2 separate regions of the Mus musculus genome follow, and region 2 is linked to region 1. A link is a contact called in public HiChIP or PLAC-seq data. All regions are on one chromosome and are shown on one strand. The core of a region is the stretch at or near the end of the contact, and the rest is flanking DNA. Distances in the headings are between cores, read along the strand shown.

Evidence for each region. HiChIP or PLAC-seq counts read pairs in DNA pulled down with a chosen protein or histone mark.
Region 2: a contact with region 1 is called in an H3K4me3 HiChIP or PLAC-seq map of craniofacial prominence, with 2.8 times the contacts expected there. The contact joins the promoter of Nkd1 here to the enhancer-like site in region 1. A contact is called at or near these places in 20 of 39 promoter capture datasets (the 3T3-L1 cell line, 3T3-L1-derived adipocytes, the C10 cell line and 13 more), 22 of 484 Hi-C or Micro-C datasets (3T3-L1-derived adipocytes, LSK cells, Sertoli cells and 16 more), 17 of 115 datasets of contacts at active chromatin or transcription factors (the 230-238 cell line, T-cell acute lymphoblastic leukemia, VIP interneurons and 11 more) and 2 of 9 other capture datasets (adipose tissue and liver).

What each region holds. Positions count from the first base shown.
Region 1 is chr8:88,378,770-88,383,995 of GRCm38.p6, forward strand. It overlaps Gm34751 (a long non-coding RNA gene), which reads right to left. Exons shown (of 4, transcript XR_879055.3): 4 at 2,821-3,782. Among named protein-coding and RNA genes, the nearest start is that of Gm34751, 7.6 kb to the right of the region's middle. Within about 2 kb of position 3,757, at least 24 of the 459 cell types and tissues checked have an H3K27ac peak or open chromatin away from gene starts, as enhancers often do. A contact at or near this core is called in T-cell acute lymphoblastic leukemia and craniofacial prominence, where this site is marked.
Region 2 is chr8:88,516,853-88,522,627 of GRCm38.p6, forward strand. Nkd1 (naked cuticle 1) reads left to right here and starts at 4,492. Exons shown (of 10, transcript NM_027280.3): 1 at 4,492-4,679; 2 at 4,795-4,827; 3 at 5,435-5,568. The coding sequence starts at 4,655. Gm35162 (predicted gene, 35162) reads right to left here and starts at 4,269. Exons shown (of 2, transcript NR_168470.1): 1 at 4,118-4,269; 2 at 2,719-2,946. Gm35076 (a long non-coding RNA gene) reads left to right here. Exons shown (of 5, transcript XR_879058.3): 4 at 1,253-1,286; 5 at 2,270-2,693.

The sequences.
Region 1 (5,226 bases), core at 2,507-5,006:
ACAGCGATGCAAACTGAAAACCGTATGTTTAGCTCAGGGAGAAGTCTGCTGACCACCCAAGGGGGTGGAAAGTTCAGCTGTGAACACTTCTGTGCGTCCACAAAGAAAACTATGGCATCTATCTACCCTCAGATGCTAGCCACAGAAAAGATGCCTAAAGGATAGCATACTCTGTGGGATGCCAAGATAGGTCATCATCTTTCAAAGCAGGGACACAGGTCCTGGTCCCAGGCCCTGGAGACAACTTGTCTATCCTGTCTCTCTTTGCTCTGGTCAGATACACCATCAGGGAGTGCAAAGGAAGACTTTTGCCAAGCTTCTTAGAAAGCATGGGGATGTGGGGACAGTGCCAGTCACAGCAGGTGCTGGGGTGGGATGAAAAGGAACCGCTAAGGGGTGGCTGGGCAGGGGGGCACAGTCTGTACCGAGATCTGCTGTGTAACCCAGCTCTGACTAAGAGCTCAGAGCTCAGCGCTCAGGAGGAGCTCAGGCTGATGGACCACTGATGAAGTGACTACGTGAGTGAATGAAGACCTGGGTGCAGGCCATGTTCGACATTTTGTGGGATCTTTTCTCTTTTACCCTTCTGCACTCCCCTTTCTTTTACCATTTCACCCCCTAATGCTAGATAGGAGAGAAAACAAGACAGAAGGGAAAGTGGTGATGTTATCATTAAACTACTTGCTGCTGATTAGGGGCATCGAGTTCCTTGGGATAAGTTTGATCTTTGCAGTCAGGATATCTAATTTCTTTTTTCTTCTTTGTTCACAACCATGGCTTAACAAACCATGGTAACAACAACCAACAGTTACCAACCAACAACCCACTCTGTCCCACGGGGCCCTAGCATTTATAGACCCTCTGAGAAGTCCCCAGAATTCCATATGTTACACAGTCACAGAAACTATCTGCTGCCAGTAAAATCACGCCCCTGCTAGAGCACGAGGCAAATCATAGTCAGCTGCTGTGGGCAGTCTGAAGCAGCCCCATATCCCACACCTGGGATTAAAATGAAAACATATTCTTATAATACTTCTGTGGTTTTTTTTTTTAAACCAAACTTCCAAAATCGTCACTGCACCTGGCCCTGTTGTTAAGGGATTCACATTCTATCAAGGAAGGAGTGGAGTTAATATCCCTTGAGACCTACTATGTGTTAGTTACCATTGAAGGCTTTTTTCCACATACACTACTTTATTTTATTGACATGTATGAATGTTTTATCTACATGTATATCTGGGTACCCAGTGCCTACTGAAGCCTGCTGAAGAAAAGGGCATTCAATCTTCTGTAACCAGAGTTGATAGGCAGTTATAAGCCACAATGTGAGTTGGTGGGAACTGATCCCAGGTCCTCTGCGAGGTCTTTGCCCACTGTGTCATCCCCCTGACCCACATTACCTTACTGAATCTCCAAAACAAGCCGGGAGGATACATTTTTTTTTCCACTCACAAATGAGGATCAGAGGGGCAAAGTGACCTGCCCAAATGTCACAGCTGATGGATAGGGAAGCTGGCATCTGGTCTAAGCCTTTATGACTTCAGGCATGCATACTTTTTCTGAACAAGATATTATAGTCTTTATTTCAGAGGCACCCAAGAGAGATGGAGATGTGACATGTGAGCCACGGGCAACGGAGGTTCAGAAGGGCTTCAGAGGAGAATCATCAGTGATGGGTTTTAAAGGATGACTAGAAGTCTATCAGACAATGAAGGTGTGGAAACCAGTAAAGGAGGGTGAATGACAGAGTTGGAAGGTTCCCCGCAGGAACTGGTGGGCTGGGAGCCGCCTCTGCCTGTGCACTCAGCCCTGCAGCCCCCTCAGGGGAGAAGACTCTCCTCTCACTCTGGGAGGAAACAGATAGAACCCTAATCTCAGGCCAGGAAATCTGTTGTGAGCCCCTCCCGACACCCCATGCCAAGCCAGCTGTGTTCTGAGAGGAAGGAAGGGTGGTGTGGGCCACCTGGGATGAGCGCTTCCTCTGAAATAGACAAGGCAGTGGGGAGGGCTGATACTGGCAGTACATTTGTCCGGGGCAGGCAAGTTGTCTGGAGGGCCCATGTGTGTGATAGGACCCTTGCCCCTGCCCTGAAAGCAGAAGTGGCTTGTCACGCCTCCCGCTGATGAACTCTGGGTGTCTTTTCTGTGCCTGGAATTTGAGGACAGCTTGGCATCACTTTTGTTTGTGTGGATGTGCACAGTAGGGCTTCAGTAGATCCTTGGAGGTGGAGCAGTGGTCAAATTTCACGAATTGGCAATTTTGCCGAAACGCGGCAGACTGCAATTCATTTCTTATCCGGTTCGTCAGCCCGATTGGAACCCCGGGTTTAAGGGGATTAGGAGGAAGGGTTGGAGGCCTCCAGCCATCCTACCTTCTAAGTTGTGCACGCGTTTGGTTAGCAAGGCCTTAAAATAAAGGCAGGGGTTGAATTGGGTGCCTTGTGTGGAGACGAAGCTGAACTAGTCACGGTGGTCAGGTGGCGGGAATGGAGGGCCAGCTGTTCTGCTCCCCACACTCCACTTGAGCCCCTTAATAGTGCTTGCTGAGCCCCCTTACCATTCTTTTCTTCCCATTCCAGCCCGTGCATCTTCTTACTAGGAGAAGTTGCATGGGTGGTGGGGATGTGGGGTGTCACCCTAAGCCCTTGGGCTGAAGCTCAGTCTATTCAGTTGGTGTTTGTGTTGCCCTCTCCAGACTGCTGTCCAAGGCAGTTTGTTCATTTGCTTTTTGTTGTTGTTGTTGTTTTTTGTTTTTTGTTTTTTGTTTTTTTTTTTGAGAGCCGGTCTTTTGTAGTCCAAGATTGCTGTGTAGTTGGGAGGGACCTTGAACCATTGATTCTTCTAACTCCACCCCTGAAGCACTGGGCTCACAGGTATAAGCCACCCCATTAGCTCAACAGAACATTCTTGGTTCAAGACTGGGAGCTGTAGGCTCAACACTGCCACCTAACAGAATGTAAGGGTCCGATCATGACAGCAGTTTCTCCAATGAAGGAGCCCAGGCTCACGCACACAGTGAGCCAAATTCCAGCCATGGTGGGTGTTATTAGAGGTCAGTAGTAACTTGCTGGGCTCAGTTGGCTGAGATTGTCTGGTGGGACCTAGCCTGGAAGCACCTGCCCAGCCAGGATTGTCACTGACAACAGTGTCATGGCACCACTAACAGGCTGTCAGCTGCAACCAGGGTAAGGCCTTTCCATCTCTTGCCCTCTCCACATGCATCCCCGTATCAGCTTCCCACGGGGGCTCTACTTCCACCAGCATCCGGTGCTCTTCCTGAGGGAACACGGGAACACACAGGTGAGGCAGAGTCCCAGTGATTGAACCCTCTACATTCAATTGTTGAGTGACCCAAAGCCACCTCCGGTGGCCATCAGTCCGTCTCTCAGCCCCCACCAGTTCCAGCCAGTCCTCTCTCTCGGCAAGCTTCAGCCTGGAAGGCTCTATCCACTCCAGTCAGGCCTGCCTGAGGTTATCTAGGTGTTCTGGTGACTTCTGAGGGCCTCGCATGAAAGATAACGCCCAAATCAACAAATCTGCCATTGTGGCTTTGAAGAGACTGTTTCAATCACTTTATTTTGTCTTTATGTCAGGTTTGCCAGATGGCGCGGGTCTTTCTGAGGTCCTGTTCCGAGGGGGCGCAGGCAGCGCTGGTGCAGCTTCAAAGCTCCTTTTTAATCTTTAGCAACATCACAGCGGCGGGAAACTGCCTCGGCTCCCTCAAGTCTCTCCCACAAAAGAGGCGCGGCCCAGGCTCTAATGAAAGCCAGATAAAGGGATGGCTGGAATCAGAAACAGAGGGAAAAGAGCAGTCGTTAGTCTTTCTTGTAGCTGTTTCAAAAGAAATTCTAAGACAAATTATGGCTTTGGGTGTTTTTCTAAAGGACTGAAGCAGGGAGAGGCGCCGGGGGAGGAAGCTTTGACCCCTCAGCACCCTTCCCTCGCATGAAAGGCAGAGGAGACTGAAGAAAGGCCGAAATACAACAATAAACTTTCCGCGTGTGTGCGTGGGGATGAAAGGCGCGTGGCATAATTAGGGGCGCGGGCTTGGGGCGGGCGGCCGGCCTTACCTTGCCGCCAGCGCTATTAATGAAGAGGCTGTCTTCTTTTTTCTCTGGAAGGGGCGCCTTTGGTTTTCGGGAACAGGGTGGGGTACCAGGCAACGTGACTGACATTGGATGCAGGCTAGGAATAATGTGCCTTGTGCCACTCTGCCACATAAGGGGCCCACGTGCTCCCTGGGGACTGCCAATACCCTGTCACAGGTGAGCCCAATGTGGATGTCTCAGTTTCTGCTGCCTTTAAGGTTTCAAGGCCCTTGTATAGAGTTCCCTGGGCAGAACTGTTAGTCCTGCAACCCCAGCCTTCTCTCTTGTTCTTGGGAAGGGGGAGAAAGAGAGAAAAGCCATTAGTTTTAGTTACTTGCTGTCTATCTGGGTTATGCAGTGTTCTTGTTGTTTGTTTGTTTTGTTGCTTTGTTTTAAAATTTTATTTATTTATTCACTCATTTAACATGTATAGATGTTTTGCCTGTGTATATGTCTGTACACCATCTACATGCAGTACCTGGAAGAGACCAGTAGGGGTGTCAATCCCCTGGGGTTGGAGTTACTATGGTTTTGAGCCACCTTGTGGAAGCTAAGAATTAAGTCCAGGTCCTCGGCAAGAGCAGCCTGTGCTTTTAACTGCTGAACTCTCTCTCCAGCCTCTGATACAGTAATGTCTTAGAGCCAACATGGCAGGACTTGAGGGGACCAGAAAGCTAAGTTTTGATGGATCGGCAGGAAGGAGAGATAAAACCGGACAGGATGAGGACCTCCTGGGGAAGTCAGGTGGACAGGACCGGCCCCTGAGCATCCTTGTCAGGGCACCGCTGGCCTGAAAGTTGGTGAGGAACACTTGATCCCAGGATTGCCTCCCCCACAGGGCTGTAGCATGGATACTTAGAGGCTCTGGCTGGGAAAGGGCTCATCAAGGTCACACAGCTGCTCAGGGACAAGTAAGAGATGCACTGAAGGATGCGGATGCTGGGATTCCGAGCTTTGTGTAAAGTCTGTATCCAGTGGGAGAGGTAGATGGAGGGATCTGGCCCCCTCCCCCACCTGCCATTTTGCAAGGCACCCTGATCATAGGCCCATTGCCTCTTTCTCATGATCCAACTCTTCAGATGCTTCATCAGTGACTGAGTGAGGAGCTGAGGTGCTGAGAAGTAGAGGACCCCAGGTG
Region 2 (5,775 bases), core at 3,242-5,741, 140 kb after region 1:
CTCTCTCTCTCTCTCTCTCTCTCTCTCTCTCTCCCTCCCTCCCTCCCTCCCTCCCTCTTTCTCTCATGAAAGAATGCCTAGAGAGCTAGTTTCTCAGATGGGCAGGGGATGCCTGTGCTCTGAGTGTGAGACAACATTCCAGGCCAGGGAGAGTTCCTGCCACAAATGTCTAACTCAGCCAGCATTTGGAGGAGATGGGTCTCTGTCTTCTGGCCTCTTTAAGGTCCAATTACAGAGGGAACCCCCGTGCCTGTTCTGGGCACCCCATTTTCTCCCATTGCATTTCCAGGAGCCAATGCTGGGGCCATGTAGCTCCTGGCAACCTCTCTCAAGCTTTTCTTCAGCCAACTGCCTCCCTGGATGATAGCTGTGGTTAGTGCCCTATGGGTGAGCCCTGTCACTGACTCAGGGATGTAGTGAGGATTCACCCAGGGTATAGAGCAGTGGAGAGAGGCTATAGCCCAGGTCCAAGCAAGCAGCAGCTGCCCCCTGTTTTCCTTTGATCCCCCCCACCCCCCACTTTCCACCTTCAAGGAGCACTCTTGTTTCATGCTCTGCTGATCTTGAGACCTCCATTCTTCCTCCTGGGTTACCCACCTCATCCATCTGCCCCACCCCCACCCACAAGAGGTCTCCAGGCCCCAGCAGTCATAGCTTCCCAGGGACATGAAGATGCGGCAAACGCAGGGGCCCGCAAGGAACCAGACGAACTGGTATCATTCCCTTGATCATAGTCTCATTATGTAGCCCAGGCTGGTCCCCAACTCACAATACCCCTGCCTTAGCTTCCCAAGCGCTGGAATTTCAAACCTGAGCCAGTATGCCTGTCTCCAGATTATATTTCTACTTCTTATGGATGACATCAGGATACGTAAAGCAATGAGAGTCCTGCCCTCAAGGAGACTCAGAAGGGAAGGCAGCTCTGTATTAAAAATGAAGGAGTACCAACTGGATGCAGAGGGGTAGGCTCCTTGATGTTTAGAGAGCGTGTCTTGTGTGCGGAAGGCCAAAGAGGGTTTCTAACCTAGGAAGTGGTGTTTGACGGGAGCCAGATCAGATAGCTTAACCTGGGATATGGGCAGCCAACCAGGATGATGGGGCTTTTGAAAAAAAAAAAAAAAACCTCCTAGCCTTTCATCTGACAGATTTCCCCAAATCAGTCTTGGGAAATCTGCAGCCCATGCAGGCGGTGGGTCTAACCTCTCTGTCTTATCTCTTCATGGCCTTCCTCTCCTGCTCTCCTCCCCCAAAGGATGGGAAAGCTTCAAAGAAAGCGATGTGTCACTGTAAGTATACAGCCCAAGAAAATGGGCCAGATAAATTATTAAAACAGAAAAAGACAGCAAGCGATGGGGTGGGGAGCCCGCAGAGGGCAAAGAGCCACTCTAGCTGGATGGTGCCCTGGTGGCTGCTAGGGAGTTCGTCCTCTGAATCCTGGACAGGTGATCCAGTCCCCACCCGGCCCACTCTCTGGCTTCTCATGCCAGGGTCAGAGGTGTGTGTTTGTAGAAGCCGTGAGGGTCCGACAGTGGCAAAGTCCCAGGCGCCTGGTGGGGCCTCTGTGTCTGGCCAGCCGTTTGGGATTTACTTCCCCTAAGACTCAAGCTGGTAACTACAGAGTTTTAGTCTTTGCTTTTATCTCTTTTTGAACTGCAAAGAGACATTCCCAAGGGGCAGAGGGGATACTGTTTTCTCATGAAAGAAGAAAGCCATGACAGGTTTAAGGAAGTAACCAACGTTCTAAGCTCTGTGAGAAAGGGTTTTGCTTTGATTTCGAAGCCCCTGGCACTGGTGTGGGTGTGGGTGAGAAAGACAAGCAGGGACCCCACAGGAACTCCACTTCTATAGCAGACACTCTGCGGGATGTTCCCTGTCAGCTCGGGACCTGTGACCTCGGCCACTCTCGTCTAGTCTCAGGGTCTTCTCTTCCATTCCCACACAGTTCGCATGCTTTACCACTACACCCTAGACATCTGGGCCATGTGATTCTGGGGGTGTCCTGGGTACAGTCGGTGTTTAGCAGCTTGCCTGGTGTCTTGGACAATACTAACCCTTTCCTGGATGTAAGCTGCCTTCTGTCCTCTTGGGTTTCATCATGGGCACTGTTTTTCGTCTCTCTTCCACCCAGGTCATGGCGGGGGTGGGGGGTGGGGGATGGGGGCGTGGGGGGTGGGGGGAGCAGGTTTGTGCATGTGGTACTGTTCCACTTGTTCACTGAAGTGCTAGAACAATGCCTACCACACAGCTGGCACTTATTCTTTCTTTCCAGATGTTATGCTTGGAATGTGCTGGAAACCTGGGGTAGTGAAATGCACGTCAGCAAAGCAACTTGGTTCTCAACTAGATCATGAATCAGCTGCATGATGGGTAACTCCTTGGGCAGGTAACCCTACTTCTCTGAGGCTACCTAGCAGGATCTGTCCTTTCTACAAGTACAAAAGCCTTCATTGAGGGCACAGAAATCCAACAGGCACTAAAGATGTGGCATACACAGCTGACAACAGTCCAAGTGTGGTGGCTCACACCTACAATCCCAGTCTGCAGGGAGGCTAAAGCACTAACATCGCTTCGATTCCAAGATCAGCCTGGCCTACGTGGTGAGTTCCAGGCTAACCTGGTAGAAGGTCCTTGACTCAAAACAAACAAAGAAACAGTATTATTTTGCTGTTTTGTGAGGTCCCAGCCATACTTGGATAAAGGCATGCCACATGAGATTTAGGGGTGTGCTTAGATTAGCTTTTATTTCCTCCAGACAGGGTATATAAGCAAGAAGAGGGATGAAGAATTTCAGAGGGTCACACAGCTCCGGGTTCCCTTGTCCTCTGAGACAAGGAGGTGCTCAGAGTCGTACTTCACAGCACAGCAGCCACCAGCCACATGCCAAGGTCTCTTGCAGTGTGGCTCTTCTGTTTGAGATGTGTTTCAAGTGTAATATGCACACCAGACCTTAAAGACAGTGGAAAACAAAGAACGTGACATCTTACTAAGTATTGATGTGATTTTTGCTATCTTGAGTCAAACCAACTTTGCCCTTTACTTTTAATGTGAAACTTACTTTTTTTTTTTTTTTTTTTGGTGGAGGTGTGTGTGTAGGGGATAATTTTGTAGCAGGTTGGCCATTCCTTTCACCATGTGGTCTCTGGGGATGGAACTCAGATCCTCAGGCTTGGTGGCAAGCAACTTTAGCAGCTGAGCCATCTGGATGACACACCTGTTTAACTTTTTAAAAATTGTAGCGCCTAGGGCTCAGGACATAGCTCAATCACAGTGTTTGCTTGCCTAGCACCGGCTTGTCAAAGCAGTGCTCTGGGATTGACTCCCAGATCCCTTCCCACAAAGTGCTTACTTGTAAGTCTAAAAACGACCAACCACTGTAGGTCACCTGTTTATATTGAGTATCGCAGCACAGGGGAGCAGGTTTTAAAAAAATGAGGAGAACTAAGTCTCCATTGTACAGATCATAAAACTGAGGCTGAAGCAGTGAGTCTAGCTCTAAGAGCAGAACTGGTTCTTTCCCATGCCCAGGCTCAGATACCAGGATAAGCTTAGCGCGGGGACAGCAGAGAACGTCCTTCTAAGGACCACAAAGGTATATAGTGGAAGCCTTTAAGTCGCCTTCCCCTTTGCAGAGACCTCCCCAGACAAAACAAACAGGCCCTTGGGGTCTGCAGAACTGCAGGGGGGAAGGGGGAAACGGAAACTAAGAAAGATCAAAGATCCGGCGGTTCACCGCTCCTGGCCTCATAGCTTGGCAGCTCGCCCCGATCCCAGTTGGGCACTCAGGAGCCCATGGGCGAAGAAGAGTTGCGAGTGACAAGGGGACAGCTCGGGGTTCCTGTACACTTGTTGTTAACAGGAGTGGGCCTGAACTCCCTCTAGCCAGCAAGGTGTCCAGTTGATTTCTACTGGACTCCCAAATGGGAAAAAAAAAAAAAAAAGAAAAACCCAAAAAACAAAATCAAACAAACCCAAAACCCAGAGTAGTCAAAGAAAAGGGCAGGCAGCTGAAAACAGGGATTGAGCACTGTAAGTCTGGGAAGGGACAGCACCATGGGAGAGCAGTAGACACGTATGCTAGGGCATCTGAGGTCGCCAGTTATAACCTCAGTTTCCCCACCTGTGAACTCGAGCCATCCAGTCCCACTCTGGCAGCTTCGAGGAAATGCAGAGAAGAGGGAAGTCTCAGTGTCACCAGCGAGGGCAGCGCTGTTCCACCACCCAGCGGCCAAAGCCTCCGCCCGGTCCCGACTCAGGCCCCGAGGTTCGCACGGGGGGCTTGGGGCCCAGCACACCCAAAGCCCCTCCCCATCGAGGCTCCACCCCTCCCCGCCCACAGGCCACGCCCTCTGTGGTCCCGCCCATCGGCCAGCCCCTACCCGCAGGCCCCGCCTCTACCCGCCCCGCCGCGTCCGCCTCGCCTTTGATGGGCCGCTGCCGGCCAATGGGCGCTCAGGGAGGCGCGGGGCCGCGGCGGCGGGCAGGGGGCTCGGCGCGCCCGGGCGTCAGTCCGGCCGCGGCGACGGCGGCAGGAGCGCGTCCCGGCGCCGCCTAAGGCTGCGCTCGGCGCGCGGACTGTGAGGAGGAGGCGAGCGAGGCTGGCGCGGGGTCGGCGGCCGGACGCATGGCTTAGGACGCTCCGCCGCCGCGCCCCAGCATGGGGAAACTTCACTCGAAGCCGGGTCAGTGTCCTCGCCTGCGCGCCGGCCGCGGCCCCGCGTCCTCTCGCCGGTGCTAACTCTCCCTCTCCTTTCTTTCCGGCTCCCGCCGCCGCCGCCGCGCGCGATGTGCCCGCAGCCGCCGTGTGCAAGCGCAGGGAGAGCCCGGAAGGTAGGCGTGCGGGCCACCAGCCCGGGGGGCGCGAGGGAGGCGGCGCGGACCGCCCTGCCGCTGGATCTCATTACCAGGGTTGCCTCAGCCCCCAGCCCCGCCCCGGGAGCGCTCTTTGGGGCCCCTCTGTCCCTCCTACCCGTTCCCCACAGCCCGGTGCTCCCACTGCTGACCCTAACCCCCTCCACTTTGGCGGCGGCGTCTTCCCTTCAGCTCCCCAAGATCTTGCGCCTTCCTCTAGTCGCCAGCCCCTACTCCGGAGAACTTGGTCTCTGGTCTCACTGCACCCTCTCTGCTGACCCTCATCTCTCTCCTTCGCAATCCCTGCCTCCCGCGCTCCTTCCTCTCTGATCCCCGAACTCCTTCAGTCAGGGTATATTGCCTCCTCCCTTTCACCCTCTGAATCCTCCTAGCACTTAGGATCTCGCCGAGCCCCCTTCCTTGGCTATTTCGCTCTTTTGGATTCTGCTCCGTCTGGTGCTTGACCCTCTTGCCAAGTCTTTACTCTCCGGGCTGTGCCGCCTTGTCTCCTTCCCTTCACTCTCTGGTAACTTTTTGCCAGCCGGGGGGGCCCAGACTCAATGTCTTCGTGTTCTTCCCGCCTCAGGTGACAGCTTTGCTGTAAGCGCTGCTTGGGCAAGGAAAGGCATCGAGGAGTGGATCGGGAGGCAGCGCTGTCCAGGCAGCGTCTCAGGACCCCGTCAGCTGAGATTGGCAGGCACTGTTGGTCGAGGCACTCGGGTATGGCCCCCCACTCCGTTCCATCCTTTCACCCCTTTTAGCCTTGGGGAGAGTCTGAGGATCTCCCCCTACTCCAACTTTTAGCATCCCGCTTGCACATTGTTCTAAGTCCAAAAATCCCTTCTCAGCCACTGTGTGCCCCACTAGCCCTACTTGTGCCCTATGCTTTGGAGGACCCTTGTCGATCAAGTGGGCACCAGTCTCCTG